Linked DNA regions of Mus musculus: regions 1 and 3 are each linked to region 2. Evidence: chromatin contacts called from public promoter capture Hi-C data. All regions are on one chromosome and are shown on one strand. The core of a region is the stretch at or near the end of the contact, and the rest is flanking DNA. Distances in the headings are between cores, read along the strand shown. Region 1 holds the start of Pitpnc1 (phosphatidylinositol transfer protein, cytoplasmic 1). Region 2 overlaps Bptf (bromodomain PHD finger transcription factor). Region 3 overlaps Pitpnc1 (phosphatidylinositol transfer protein, cytoplasmic 1).

Region 1 (4,390 bases), core at 187-2,686, 430 kb after region 2:
GGAAGGAACGAGACACGCAGAAAGTTTCCGAGCCAGGCGGTCAGCAAAGGACAATCCAGATCGCGGAGGGAGCCTGGATGCTCGGCTGGGCAGGAGCCAGCGCCTAGACCGGAGGCGACAAGAAGTCGGGTTCTAAACGGACCCTCTCCAGGCCTCCCACATGCCCCCAAGGCGGGACTCTGGTCTGCAGATCCCACCCGCGCGGAATTTGTCCCTGCAAGCCCACCTTGTAAAGAGGACATGGGGACAGTGGCTACCACCACGGCCGGTTACCCCGATACTCCGGCTGCAGAGCATGCTTGGGCTCTTATACTCTGTGCATTTGCTTAATTGGAGGGAGGGGGCGCAACAGCTCCCTGTGACGCATTGTGGTCCCCAGGAATCTGATTCTAGATGTCCCCGAAGAGCTCACCTGGACTCCCCCGCCCCACCCCCACGCCGCCTTTCCTCTGCTGGGGTGACGAGTGGGAACAGCGAATCCCCTGCCTCCTCCCCCTCCAGCCTCCAGGTTTGGGCGCCAGGGTTTCCCCGCCGCACGCAGTGGACCCGCCGGCCGAGTGGTGGCGGCTGGGGACCCGGAGCGGGCGAGGCCGGGCGCGGTGCCTACCTCGTCCACGGTGAGCGGCATGCAGATTCGGTACTCCTTGAGCAGCATGTTCCTGCCGGCCGCAGACCTCGGGAAAGAAGGGGGCGTCCCAACAGATGAGCAAGGCTGGAGCCCAGAGGAGGGCAAAGACGCTGGGAACCGGCAAGCGAAGCAGCCCCGGTGGTGCGCTCAGCTCCTAACTGCCTCCGGTCCGCCCCGGAGCATGTCAAGCTTCGGGTCCCGGTGTCTGTGACTCCCCCGCCTCCTTCCTCGCAGAGATCAGCCCTCTCGGTATTGCAAAGTCAGGCACTGAGGGAGGGAGACCCGCGGGAGACAGCTCGGATCAGCAGCCCCGGGCTGGTAGGCGCGGCCACCAGATCAGGACATGCCCGGCGGCGGGCAAGAGAGGCAAAAGGAGGAGGAAAAGGGATTTCCACAAATTCAAACAAACGCACAAAAGTCTCCTCTGGATCCTCCTCCGAAAGCAGAGCTGAACCTGGCGAGCCCCCTTTTTCTCCTACCCGTCTACCGTGGGTTAATGTCACCAGGAACACATTGCCGCGGGAGCAGGCGATGCTGACTTTCCAAACAAAGGCTCGATGGGCTCCTCTCCCCGGGCGGTAAACAAGATTTCCTGCTCTTTTTTAGGGCCAGTCCCCGAGTCTCTCCGGAGCTCAGCTGAGAGAGAAAAGGGAAGCCGCAGCCGCCAAGGCTCTGCCCTGCTCTGGGCCCCGGGTGTCTTCAACCTAGGCGGTTGGCTGCCAGCGGCTTGCGCGCGTCCCCTCCCCCGAGTCCCTCGGCTCTGAGAGCGCCGTGCGTGCCCGTGAGTTTGCAGCCACCTCGCCGCGACTGGAGAGTCCGCGCCGAGCTGCAGTGTGCCTGGGGCAGGGAGGTGGGTGCGGGAGGAGCGAGAGCGACGAGGCTGACATCAGCAGCGGCCGCGGCGGGGAGGGTAGCCCCATCCGGCCAATGGGGAAATGGCAAAGAATGTGGAGGATTTAAACAAAACAGCATGTCTCTCCCGTCTGCTGCCAGACGCCAGGGCTGTCCCAGAACCTAGAACAGCTAACGCAAAGAGAACAGAGAATCGCAAAGAAGCTATCCTGGACTCTTACAACGTTGGATCTGTTTTCAAATGTAACCTGGGTGCCATAGGGCTCTCTACTTAGTCGCTTTGGAAACCGTTTCCAAAGTGCACTAGTGCCCCTTGACTTTGGGGCTGGGGGCGTGTTTACAAATGCTCACAGCGAACATTTTTTTCTCTCTGATGGAGTAAGCAAGGCCGGAGCAAGAGAAATGATGGTTTTAGAATGGGTTTTTCTAACATGCTCTCAAGGCGGAGTTCTGCAGCAGTGTTGGTGAAAACAGAGTAAAAATGCGTGCGCGCTCGCAACCACACACACACACACACACACACACAGAGAGAGAGAGAGAGAGAGAGAGAGAGAGAGAGAAGCATTGCCTGCTACCTCTTTCTCCCTGGCTCTCTGCAATCCCAACTGCAGGCTTCCCAGAGCAGAAAGAATAGGTTTTCGTGTCAGCACTCCTAAGTTCAAAAAGTCACAGTGAAATGTCAATAAAAATGCCCGGGGTGTTGGTATTTCATCCATATTAAACAGATCTCTCATTTTAACCACAAGAAGCACATTCTTTAGTTACTCAGGAAGCAGCATGTAACTGCTGAAGTCTGGTTTTCATTTGTCTGGCATTCGGTTTTGGTTTGTTTTTTTTTTTTTTTTTTTTTTTTTTTAGCTTGTTTTCCTAAAAATGGAGGAAAAAAGTGCATCCACTGCCTATAGGAGGATAATGTGTAAACATCACTGGCTCTCAAACATAGATGCATATGTTCACACAAACGTGTGTGTGTGTGTGTGTGTGTGTGTGCATTTGTGAGTTCTGGAGACCCACATTCACCCATAGAGCTTGCATTGGGCAATGCAGACTCTGCAGGCCTCAATGGTATAGTATGTTAAAATGATGCTCAATAAGTCACTAATCAACATAATGAGGGTGGGCTCTGGCTAATGTTGTCCAGATGACCCAAGTTTAGAGCTCAGGGAACATGATCCAGCCTGCTAGGAAAATGACACCCTAAACATAGCTTATATTCTGGTAAAGAAAGAAAGAAAGAAAGAAAGAAAGAAAGAAAGAAAGAAAGAAAGAGAGACAAAGAAAGAAAACTATTTTCTAGATAAATGCTTCCCAAAGTTGGCTCTGAAATATTTACAGCAGCTAATTAAAGGTAAACCAAACACCCTGAGAAATTTTGTTTTGTTTTGTTTTTGAGACAGGGTTTCTCTGTCTAGCCCTGGTTGTCCTAGAACTCACTTTGAAGTCCAAACTGACCTTGAACTCAGAGACCTACCTACCTGCCTCTGCCTCCCAAGTGCTGGAATTAAAGGTGTAGGCTACCACCGTCCTTCAAGGTAGATCATTAAATTTGACCTGATAGTGTTGAATTGGAAGCTTGTGAGACAAAAAGAACCCAAGATGATTTTTTTTTCTTTTTTCCTTTTAGCAGAATGGCACTTAATCATCTTCACAGTGGCTTCCTACTGTGTATTTCCAATTATCTCTAGACTGCTAATACTATCTAATGTAATGTGCATGGCATGTGAATAGTTGTTATATCGCATTGTTCAGAGAGTAAGGACATCTGCCATGTGTTCCGTACATTAGTGGTTTCTGAGTATGTTTTGATCCGTGGGACAGTGGATGCACTGACAGGGAACCCACAGACACTGCTGGCTGGCTGTACTTTTCTTTTTCTTTTCTTTTCTTTTCTTTTTTTTTGTTTTTTTCTTCTTTTTTTCTTTTTTTTTGTTTTGTTTTTGATTATTTTTTTCTTTTTTTTTTTTTTCTTTTTTTTCTTTTTTTTTTTTTTGGCTGTACTTTTCTTCCACCTCACATTACAAGGTGACTTTCCCCAGTATATTGTCTTTTTCTTTCTACTTGGCTTCCTTATTTCCCCGGTCTCACTAATAGTGTGCAAGCACAGCTTTAACCATAGCAACTTGAAAGCCTTTTGGTGACAACAGGAGGCTCCAGGCTCTAAGACCTTCTCTCCCACTTTAGTCCACGAGTATTTCTTAACACCAATGGCCTCAGAAGACCTTCACTTCTCAGCTTTGATCCTTCTGCTCATCCCATTATTGCCTTCTTGGAGAATCCTTCATGCTATCCACGGCCTCATGACATTATTTTAAAGCCAAGTATTGACTATCTATCCATCTGTTATGGAAAGTAACACCGATAACAATATGCTGAATTGGTTAGGATATAATACTAGAGGTGCCTGTGTTAACATTAATACTACAGGGAACATATGGGAACATGTAGACCAGATGGAATGAGGAAGAGAGGAGGCATAAAAACGATCTGGGCGGGAATTAGGGGCGGCTAGTATTCATTACTATGGTTCGTGGTCTGGGGTTAGGGAGAGTTCATTCATAACTCATTTGTCTTGGGGAAGAGGGTGCCATCTACTGGTCAAAGTGATTGCTTGCAAGTGTTTCAAGTCCTGCCTTCAGGAGCCACAAGTGAATGACAAGAATTTTACCTCCCTCCCTTCCTTCCTTCCTCCCTCCTTCTTTCCTTCCTTTCTTTTGTTTTTCTATTGTTTATTTGTTTTTGTGGCTTTTTTTTTGGACACCAAGAGTTTCTGGAGATGGCTCAGAGGTTAAGAGCACTGTCTGCTCTTCCAGAGGTCCTGAGTTCAATTCTCATCAACCACATCTCCGCTTTGTAATGAGATCTGGTGCCCTCTTCTGGCCTGCAGACATATATGCTGTATACAAATAATCT
Region 2 (4,542 bases), core at 1,344-3,843:
ATCTCTCTAGCTCCAGTAAATTCAACTTCTAGACCACACAAAGTCATCATTATCCAAAGAGACTAACGCAGCGGCTATCCTGGGTCTCAAGTGTACAATGCACTCCACCTCTCAGCCCTGGGATGGATCTCACCGAGTCCTCCTTTCCTTCTTCTCTGTGTTCTCTCCTCTTTAAGAATACTTTAACAATACAATTCTTCTAACAGCTATGAAGGGACTGCTCCACACGTTTGGAAGTCTTTTTGCTTTGGTTTTGGAACTTCTCCAGTATTCTGAAACATGACCTCATGTAGCTGCCACTCTTGGTACCTTCAGGGACAGCTGCTCTACCAGTGTTTTCTCTCCTGGAGAAAGAAGGGTCTCCATTGCATCAGGCTGGGTTCACTGACTGCACTCACTGTCTGTACAGCTGCACAGGTCTCTACTCATACACATTCTGACGCAGAGGCTCCTGGGCCGACAGCTTGTTCATTTCCAGTGTTTAGCCACCATAAACACTGTTGAGGAATATACACTTGTCCCATTAAGCTGCTGGCTCAAAGGCATGCATATGTAAATTTAATAGATATTCCCAGATGGTGGTGCCTTCCTCTAACCTCAGCATTGGGAGGTGCACTCCAGGGTCGAGTCAGCCTGGACTAAGTACCTAGGAAACCCAGCTTCAAAAGACACATCAAGTAAGCATCCCAACTGACTGACACAGTTACACCGTTGCCTGCACGTCCAAGATACTCTCCCTCATCAGCTTCATGGTGAGAGATCAATGTCCAAGACTTGTGAAACTCGTCTTCCTATTTAGTGCAAGCACTTACCCATTGGCTCTTTAATAACACCGTAATAATCCGGTGCATCATTGGGGTCTACCGGTTCAAGGAAAGGCCACGCCATCTTGTGGGCCTACAACAGAGAGCAAGTGTCATGGCTGTCAGTAGAAACACTAACAAACATATACAGACACCAGAAACACACAGTGTGTGTAAATATGTATGTATGTATGCATGCATGTATGTATGTATATATTAAATATAATATATATACTGCTATTATTCAGTTGCCTCACTGGATCAACAAACCTTGAAAATTCAAGTGAGCTTTACATTAGAGAAATGAAATTATCCACACAAGGTGATTTGGGTGATAGTCAGAGATTTTCTTTCTTTTTTCTTTTAAAAAAATTATTTATTTATATTTTATTTTATTTTATTTATTTTATGTATATGAGTACACTGTAGCTGTACAGATGGTTGTGAGCCTTCATGTGGTTGTTGGGAATCGAATTTAGGATCTCTGCTCTTTCCGGTCGGCCCCGCTCGCTCCAGAAGAGGGCATCAGATCTCATTGCAGGTGGGAGACAGCCAAGTGTGCTAACATAACGTCCTATATTGACACCCATCTCCATTACTCCCAATCTTCCCACTAGTGAGAAAATAACCAGACTTGATCAAACGGCTTTCTCATCTATGCCTACGTGATATACTTTTCTTCAAGAAATAAACTGAAAGGAAAGCAAATGGTGAGCACTCTTCAGTGTCAGGTAAGCAACAGTGGAGATGGCGCCTGTCTGTCAGTGTGTGATGAGCAACTGCGGAAGTGGCACTTTCAGTAAACTTCATGTCACCGGCACGTGCAGAGGTGCCCTTTGTCCAGCCCCTCCCTCTGGGGGCTGGGAGACAGCCAAGTACGCTCACTGGAGAATGGGAGGGTCAAACCTGCGTCCACAGTGAGGCAGCTGAGCTTCACCGTCAGATGCAGCGGTCAGCAGCCTCTCACCTGTAAGGAGCGCAGCACCCTCTTCAAGCCCTCATAATCTTTCTCTGTCAGTGGTGTGAGCACTGTCATGGCGTCCTCTGTCGACTGGCACTGTGGACAGACATACTCATCAATGAGATCTGCCTCACTTTGCAAGATGCCAACACAGCGCCCGTGGTACCAATTCTGACACCGATCACAGCCAATATAAAATCTGCAAGATCCAAAATGGAAATGTGAGGCCAAAGGACTGGCTGCTTCTGCTCAGACTTTGCTTTTACCCATCATGCAACTGAACACAGGCTAACCCCTGGGGTATAAGGTAATTTTAGCATTATTATTGTTTTACTACTTTTGAGAGCGACATTATTAACCAAGTACTTTAGATGTTAAGAACAGTTGTAAACATATTAAAAAGTATTGTGTGCTAATGGGGAACCAATCTGAAGAAAAGTGTGAAACATTTGATTGACTTTAAAGCTCAAAATAAGGCCCCAAACATCTTTCAACTAGTCCCAAATCAAATGAGTGTTCAGTCAGCGAGTTAGCAACAGCCCCAGCTCTTCCTAAAGGGTGCATCGAGCTGTACAGAGCACCGCTTCAGACACACAGGCTGTTTTCCTCACATTACTCTGTGACATAGTGAAAAATCAATTCTACCATTATAACCCCATTTCCCCCAGTGCAACTCAACCATTCACTAGGAAGCAACATACATTTTGAAGGAGAGGGAAAGAGGGAAGAGAGGAGAAACCGGAAAAGCTTTGTAACATAGGTGTATAGACACAGCAGAGAGGCCCTGCTTTTTCATTTTTAGGTAAGTGACCAATCGAGCAATGCGGCTTCCTGAATTGTCAAACAGACGCTCTTATCAACTCACTGTGACTCATCATAAGGTGTCCTGCAGATACAGTACAATTCCTCACTGCTGCCCTCTTGTGCCCGCTTACAATCATTACAGATGTACACATCCATTTTCTTAGCCTCCTTTTCTGTGATGCCAACACATTCTCCATGATACCAGTTAGTACAAAGATCACAGCCAATATAGAACCTAAAAGCATTCACAATGAAAATGACACTGTAGTTGTCATTTTGAGCTGCATGGTATGTAAATCTGTCTTCTCTACCCTGATTTGCTTTCTTACAGGATAATTTCTGCAATGAGTCAGCTAAACACCTTGAATGCACCAGTCTACCAGTGGCAAACACAGCATCTGACACTTGACCAAGGGTGGACACATCGTCACTCACATCCATTTCAGCAGACACACTGTTTAGTGAAATATGGGTCTTAAAACATACTGGAATTTGAAAAAAAACAAAAACATACGGATGGAAATGGCTTCCTTTTAATGAATGTGTGTGAAACTGTAACAGGCACAGAAACCAAAGCCAAAGAATCAAAGACTTACATCTGTCAAACCTACTCTACAGAAGCCATTTCAATACCAGGGCTATTTCTTAGATAGGTTTGAAAATGTATCTCACAAACTAAAATTGGAGACAAAGCAGAGTGCAAACACCAAGGACAAGTTACAGGACAGGACATGCAGGCCAGCCAGGTGGAGAGGACAATGTCACACGTGCTAGGAAGGAAACTAGGAGAGGTCCATGTATGTAGTCATTCCTGCTTACAGAGCCTGGGGAGGGGAGGGGAGGGGAGGAGCCCAGGCTTTGACACAAGGGTCTGGGGGAAACCAGCAGCTCTCTAAAGCATCTCTGTCCCTGCTGGTGGGAGCTGTGCAGGCCTGCATCACTCACAGGCAGCCAGGCTGGCCTTGCCATCACTGGTACCCTGCCCTCGACCAGGCTGTCTCTGCTATGTTAACCTGAGGAATGCCCGCCTCATGACTGTGAGGGAGTAACACACAGTGAGGTGCCTCAGCCCCCTCCCAGTGAGCCTTTCTTTTGACCTGGGATGCCCATACTCCCCTACTCAGGTGAGGACCTGGTGAGTTACTTTAAATGTTGCCTCTTGAAGGTGTTATGTGCGCTGGAAGGAACTTCAGAACCTAAGTTTCCAATTTTTAATAACTTTCATTAGAAGCTAGTGACACAATGCTCAAACCAGGCTGGTCTGGTCTGGTCTGAGATGTCAGCAAACACTATGACAGGGGGTGAATGAACCTGTTGTGTGGAAATGTCAATGGAAAACCAAAAAAAAAAAAAAAAACAAGAAGTGAACTAGCCAGAAACCATGGGCAGCGTCAACAGAACGAGCACATGTGTGTGTGTGCCTCATTTTAAGCAATGCCAAGATCCCAAGAAGGTTTCATCAAAGTTTGTGTCAGCTCAAAGCTGACCTTTATATAAAGTCGCATCTGTGGTGGGGTTCTGTGTCTCAGTAATCCTCTTGAGTATTTTACTTAAAGTGAGGCATACTTATTTGTACAGACTACAGGGCAGCGCTCCTTACATGATGGATATTCACCAATGAGGGACACATGCTGGGACGTGAAGATGGCCACACCCTGCTGAGCTCAACAGGGAGTGTGTCTCCCAGCAGAGCTTCCAGAGCTTCTGACTGACATTTGTAAACTGATGGTGACTTAGGACCCATGGAGTGGTCTCCACAGACCCACATGCACAGGCAGTAAGGATTTCTAACTCTGTTTTAAAAGTACAGTTAAACTGCTGGGTACTGTAAAATGATACTGTGATTCTTGGAAGCTTACAAACACTGTCCTACACCTGCATGTTCTAGACAGAAGTTAAATACATCACTGAATAATAGAAATAACAACAACAAAAACAAAACAAAACAAAACCCAAAACAATAAATAAAGAAGA
Region 3 (4,835 bases), core at 339-2,838, 340 kb after region 2:
GGGGAAATGAACTGTCGATCCGGTCAGAGATGGAACCCTGGAGAACCCAGAAGGCTGTGCAGTAAACCTCCAAGAGGCTTGCAGAACTCCCCTGGCCTCAAACCTGCCGCATCAGCCTCTCCAGAGGACATTACCCTTCACCAGTCGGCTGTGGGGTGGGGGTGGTGGGATTCCCCTCTGCAGCCCGCAGGAAGTACCCATTCCCATACAGGCCACAGGAGCAGCGTGTCTGGACCAAGAGTTCAAAAAGGAAAAGTAAAGAAAAATGAAAGAGAAGGAAGAGGAAGGGAGGAATTGATGACGAGAGGGGTCAAATTGAAACAAGGCCACCCTTCCCCACGAAACACGGAACACCAGAAGCTGATGCCACAAGGGTAAGGAAAGGAAGGAGAGCAAGCAACCGGGTTCTGTGAGTCCAAGTTTCTCAGGGTACTTTGCTTTCTTAAAAATAGTAAATAAATAGGAATCCAAGATAAGGCATGTTTGTGGGGGGCGGGGGGAGGGGGACGGGGACGGGCAGGGGCGGGGGTGTTGGTTATCACGTAATCTAGCAATTCCGATTCTGGGCATATCACCAAAGGCAGTGGAAGCAGGGACTCAGGAGTTTGAGCATCCCGTTAAGGAAGCCGATAAAGAAGCCAGCCAAGTTCAGTGAGTGAATAAGAAAATGTGGTAGAGGAAGAAGGGAGGATTACTTGATCTTAAAAATAGGGCTGGGCCGGGCGGTGGTGGCGCACGCCTTTAATCCCAGCACTTGTGAGGCAGAGGCAGGCGGATTTCTGAGTTCGAGGCCAGCCTAGTCTACAAAGTGAGTTCCAGGACAGCCAGGACTATACAGAGAAACCCTGTCTCGAAAAACAAAACAAAACAAAACAAAACAAAACAAAAGGGCTAAAGAGATCGCTTGGTGGATAAAAGTGCACGTCCTTCTAGCCGGATGACCTGGGTTTTATCTCCAGAACACAGCAGGAGAGAACCAACTCCTAACACTTGTCCTCTGACCTCCACAAGTGCACATCTGTAAGCTCAGCTACCCTCCCAATGCACCCAACACACAGGAGCCAGAGCCATGACGCATCAATTAAGAGTTCTTATTTGAGTTCCCAAGCTCAGCTCCCAACACGGCGATAGGAACCTTACTGACACCTATAACTCTACCTCCAGGGGATCTGACGCCCTCTTCTGGCCCCTGACGGTACCTGCACTCACATGCTCATACCCACACTCGGACACACACATTTAATTACTGTTTATATCTGGCTGTAATTTCAAAAATTAAACACAACATGGGGCCAGACTTGGTTAACTATGCTCAGGTGTGGTTGAAGGTTACTGAGGATACTGTCTCAGTCTGTAAAATCATGACGGCCGAGATCGGTGCCCAGTGTGTACTTGAGGCCACAGCAATCTACTGAGCTAGCTTAAGAAAGGCTCCAGAGAACCTGGCATCTCCCCAGGACCTGCTGAGGGCCGGCTGGCAGGCCTCAGAGTCCACATTACATAACCATCGCGCTGCCAGCTTCCAGAGAGCATTCCAAACAACCGAGGTGAGCTGGGATAGGCTCCAGGCCCAGGACAGTCAACCGGTCTACGGATGCTGAGGGGGGCGGGGCCGCCTTTCGAATCCCCAGCGCTACTATTTGCTAGCCGAGCAACACAGCTTTTCTCTTAGATCTGAGTTGACTCAAACATTATTTCGAAAGCGGAGTTATCTTTTATCTTTTCCTTCTTTTTTTTTTTTTCCGTATTCTACTGGAAAAACAAAACAAAAGCAACAATAGAAAAACAAACAAACAACAACAACAAAAAACAACCCATGACTCCAACAAGAGAAAAATTCAGCCGGCAATGGCTCTTTGGAACCGAAGCTTTTCTCCTCTGATCTGTGGTTCTAGCCCCTTTCCTCCACCAGCAAGTTGTTTGGTGATCCTGTACAAGGGCTAGGGACAGGAAAGCATTTTCCTAGGGGAAATCACTTGAGCTCTGGAGGCTGACCCTAGAGTCCATGGGTCTGAACTCTGGCCAAGCATCTAAATAAAATGTCACGCTCCTCCACCCTCACATCAGCAGCCCCGGCGGAGCTGCTTACACTTGGCCTAGAAAGTTAGTCCTGACGGTTCACCGTGAAGTCCAGAGTTTGGCAGCTGACAAAACGTAAACTTTCCCCTCTTCAGATTTTGCAATTAACAGTCCCACCTAAAGTCCAGTCACTCCAGAAGAGCCGAGGGAAGCACCTCGTTGTGTGTGTGTGTGTGTGGGGGGCATCCTGGGAGCTCGGGTGCAGCCAGAGAAAACTCACACTTGTTTTGATGGTGTGAGTTTGCAAAACAGGAATGTCTCCAGATCAGAACAATGGGCTCTTTATCCATGGTGGTCAGGAGGAGTTTAACTTAATGGTGTGATTTTTTTTTTTAAAATGTATTTGTATATGGAAAAGTTGTAAGTAGCATTCTTTTTTTTTAATATTTATTTATTCATTTATTATTTGTAAGTACACTGTAGCTGTCTTCAGACATTCCAGAAGAGGGCATCAGATCTCATTACAGATGGTTGTGAGCCACCATGTGGTTGCTGAGATTTGAACTCAGGACCTTTGGAAGAGCAATTGGTGCTCTTACCGGCTGAGCCATCTCACCAGCCCCGTAAGTAGCATTCTTAATCTATAGTGTTTCCCACCCATACGCCCATTGAAGAATGAGTTGTACAAGCTACTGGTGTAGTTCAGTGGTAGAGTATTGATCTAGCACTCTCAAGGTACTTTGAGCTCTAGCATATAAGTAAATAACTCAATGTATAGCAGTCTACCTCAGAGCATGCCCTTTCTGGCACACTGCATGAGAGATAATAGAAATTTCCTTAATGTTCCTTCCTGCCCACAGCTACCACTCTAAATGCTTAGGTGCCCATAAGTCAACTCTTCCTCAGTGTGTGAGGACTGAGAACACACACTCCCTGTCTCCTTTCAGCCTCGTGTTTGTCGAATCTGCTTGTCCTTGGATAGGATGGAGAAGATGGGGTCTGGTGGTCCAGTTCAGTGTGCCAGCCAATGTGTTATATATATGGCCCTGGATCTGATCTCTGGCAATTCAGGGATCGGGGATTCGGGGATGCAGGGGAGGGGGGCGGGGGAATGGAGGGAGGTGAAAGGGAGGGAGAAGAGAGAGGTATAAGAAAGGAAAGGCCAAGGTGAAGTGGCCAACCCCTGAAAACCCCAACACAAAGGCTAGCCTTGGCTACATAGTAAGTTTGAGGCCAGCCTGGGAAGCATGAGATCCTGTCTCCAAGGAGAGAAAAACTCCCCTTTTGCTTATGATTCCAGAGTCCCTCTGGGTCTGGAAGCATGACATGAAACAGACATGAGGCAGCAGAACTCTGGGACAGTCTCAGACCAGCCCTGTCCTCCTTAGGATTCTGTGGGAGACAGAAGCTCAGTGAAACTAGAGGCAGACCAGATTGAAAAGGAGGACGAACAAGCAAGGCAGCCTGTTAATGCAAGCACACGGAGCACCATGAGGGTATCAGACTCTTCCCTTCGTCCATAAGAGCGAGTTCGGCTCACACAATAAGCACCATCAATACATACTGATATATATATATACTAAGATAATATACTATATTCTAAAACACTGCCAAGATTCTGAAGAACGTTTTTGGGCACATTTAAACAGCAGCGTGACCGTAAATTATGTAAAGGGAGAATTTTCTTACTTTGTTTCGCAAGAACCGCGATAAAACCTGCTGGCGGCAGAATTTAGTGCTTTACAACGCTCACATGGTAAAGCTCCCGTTTAATCAATGGCGACTTTGGATGCTTTATTTTGTGCACCTCGGAAACATCACCAAAAGAACAATTTTAATACTGCTTCTAAATTCAATTAGAGCAGTCACATCTTTGCGACAGGGGAACACTTACTCACAGGGCCGTTCTTTAAGGCACACGTTATTAAATCCCACAGTCCTTTAATCCACACGGCAGACTAAAGAACTTAAGCTGCCCCAGAGATGCCATCCTCAGGCCGGGGCGCACACACTGCGATTCTTTTTACTCTTGACATCTTCAGAGTCATCTTTAATAATTTCCCCCTCTCTCCGATGTCCCTCGCTCCCGACACTGCCTCTGCAAGTTGTTTCTTCTCCCAGCTTCTGAGGGACTCCCAGGCTCTGGAATCCAGCTCACTGCCTGGGGGATACAAAGACGCAAAAACAAAACAAAACCAAAAAAAACCACACACACACCCCCAAACCCAGGGGCGATGGGAGCTTCTGCGTGTTCCACCCGCTCCACGCAATTCCCACTGTGGTCCCGGGGAAAGCTCCTGGGGTTGTTTCCTTTTGTTGGGGTGGTGCGCTAGGAGACGGACGCACACAGACACGCGATGAGGTGCTGTAGCCACGTGGTTAGATGGAGGCGCTTGTGGCTAACAGCCTGGGTTCAAGTCCTGCCTCTGACTCTCCCCATCAGGACTCATCTGGCCTGAGTTCCCTATCACCCTTTTCTTAAGGTAAGACTCCTAGACGTAACCATCTTTTTTTGACACAAGGTCCAAGGGTCAAAATAAAATGAACCCCGGTAGTCTTGACACTGAGGCTATTCAGCAGGTTGCTTGCCTAGCATGTACGATGATGCCCTAGGTTCAATCCCTAGCACTACATAAAGCCAGTCTGGCGGTACATGCCTACAATTCTAGCACTCTGAAGGTGACGTTCAGGGCCATCCTCGGCTACGTAGGGAAGGTCCATCCTGGGCTACATGAGACACTGCCTTCCCTCTTATTTCCCTAGACCTTGCCATTTTGTGTGTCCCCCTCCGCCGGTCCAGACTAATTGGTAGAGTA

Evidence for each region. Promoter capture Hi-C pulls out the DNA fragments that hold promoters and counts their contacts.
Region 1: a promoter capture Hi-C map of embryonic stem cells shows a contact between it and region 2, with 2.5 times the contacts expected there. The contact joins the promoter of Pitpnc1 here to the enhancer-like site in region 2. A contact is called at or near these places in 5 of 39 promoter capture datasets (cranial neural crest, embryonic stem cells, hippocampal neurons and 2 more), 3 of 484 Hi-C or Micro-C datasets (cortical neurons and embryonic stem cells), 1 of 115 datasets of contacts at active chromatin or transcription factors (bone marrow-derived macrophages) and 2 of 9 other capture datasets (embryonic stem cells and macrophages).
Region 3: a contact with region 2 is called in a promoter capture Hi-C map of liver, with 4 times the contacts expected there. The contact joins two enhancer-like sites. A contact is called at or near these places in 2 of 39 promoter capture datasets (both in liver) and 1 of 484 Hi-C or Micro-C datasets (liver).

The regions. Positions count from the first base shown.
Region 1 is chr11:107,469,284-107,473,673 of GRCm38.p6, forward strand. It overlaps Pitpnc1 (phosphatidylinositol transfer protein, cytoplasmic 1), which reads right to left and starts at 1,437. Exons shown (of 9, transcript NM_001359616.1): 1 at 608-1,437. The coding sequence starts at 655.
Region 2 is chr11:107,041,863-107,046,404 of GRCm38.p6, forward strand. It overlaps Bptf (bromodomain PHD finger transcription factor), which reads right to left. Exons shown (of 28, transcript NM_176850.3): 25 at 1,771-1,963; 26 at 813-897. Among named protein-coding and RNA genes, the nearest start is that of 1810010H24Rik, 18 kb to the left of the region's middle. Within about 2 kb of position 2,594, at least 59 of the 459 cell types and tissues checked have an H3K27ac peak or open chromatin away from gene starts, as enhancers often do. A contact at or near this core is called in bone marrow-derived macrophages, embryonic stem cells and liver, where this site is marked.
Region 3 is chr11:107,378,128-107,382,962 of GRCm38.p6, forward strand. The region is part of intron 1 of Pitpnc1 (phosphatidylinositol transfer protein, cytoplasmic 1); the gene reads right to left. Among named protein-coding and RNA genes, the nearest start is that of Gm11713, 30 kb to the right of the region's middle. Within about 2 kb of position 1,589, at least 33 of the 459 cell types and tissues checked have an H3K27ac peak or open chromatin away from gene starts, as enhancers often do. A contact at or near this core is called in liver, where this site is marked.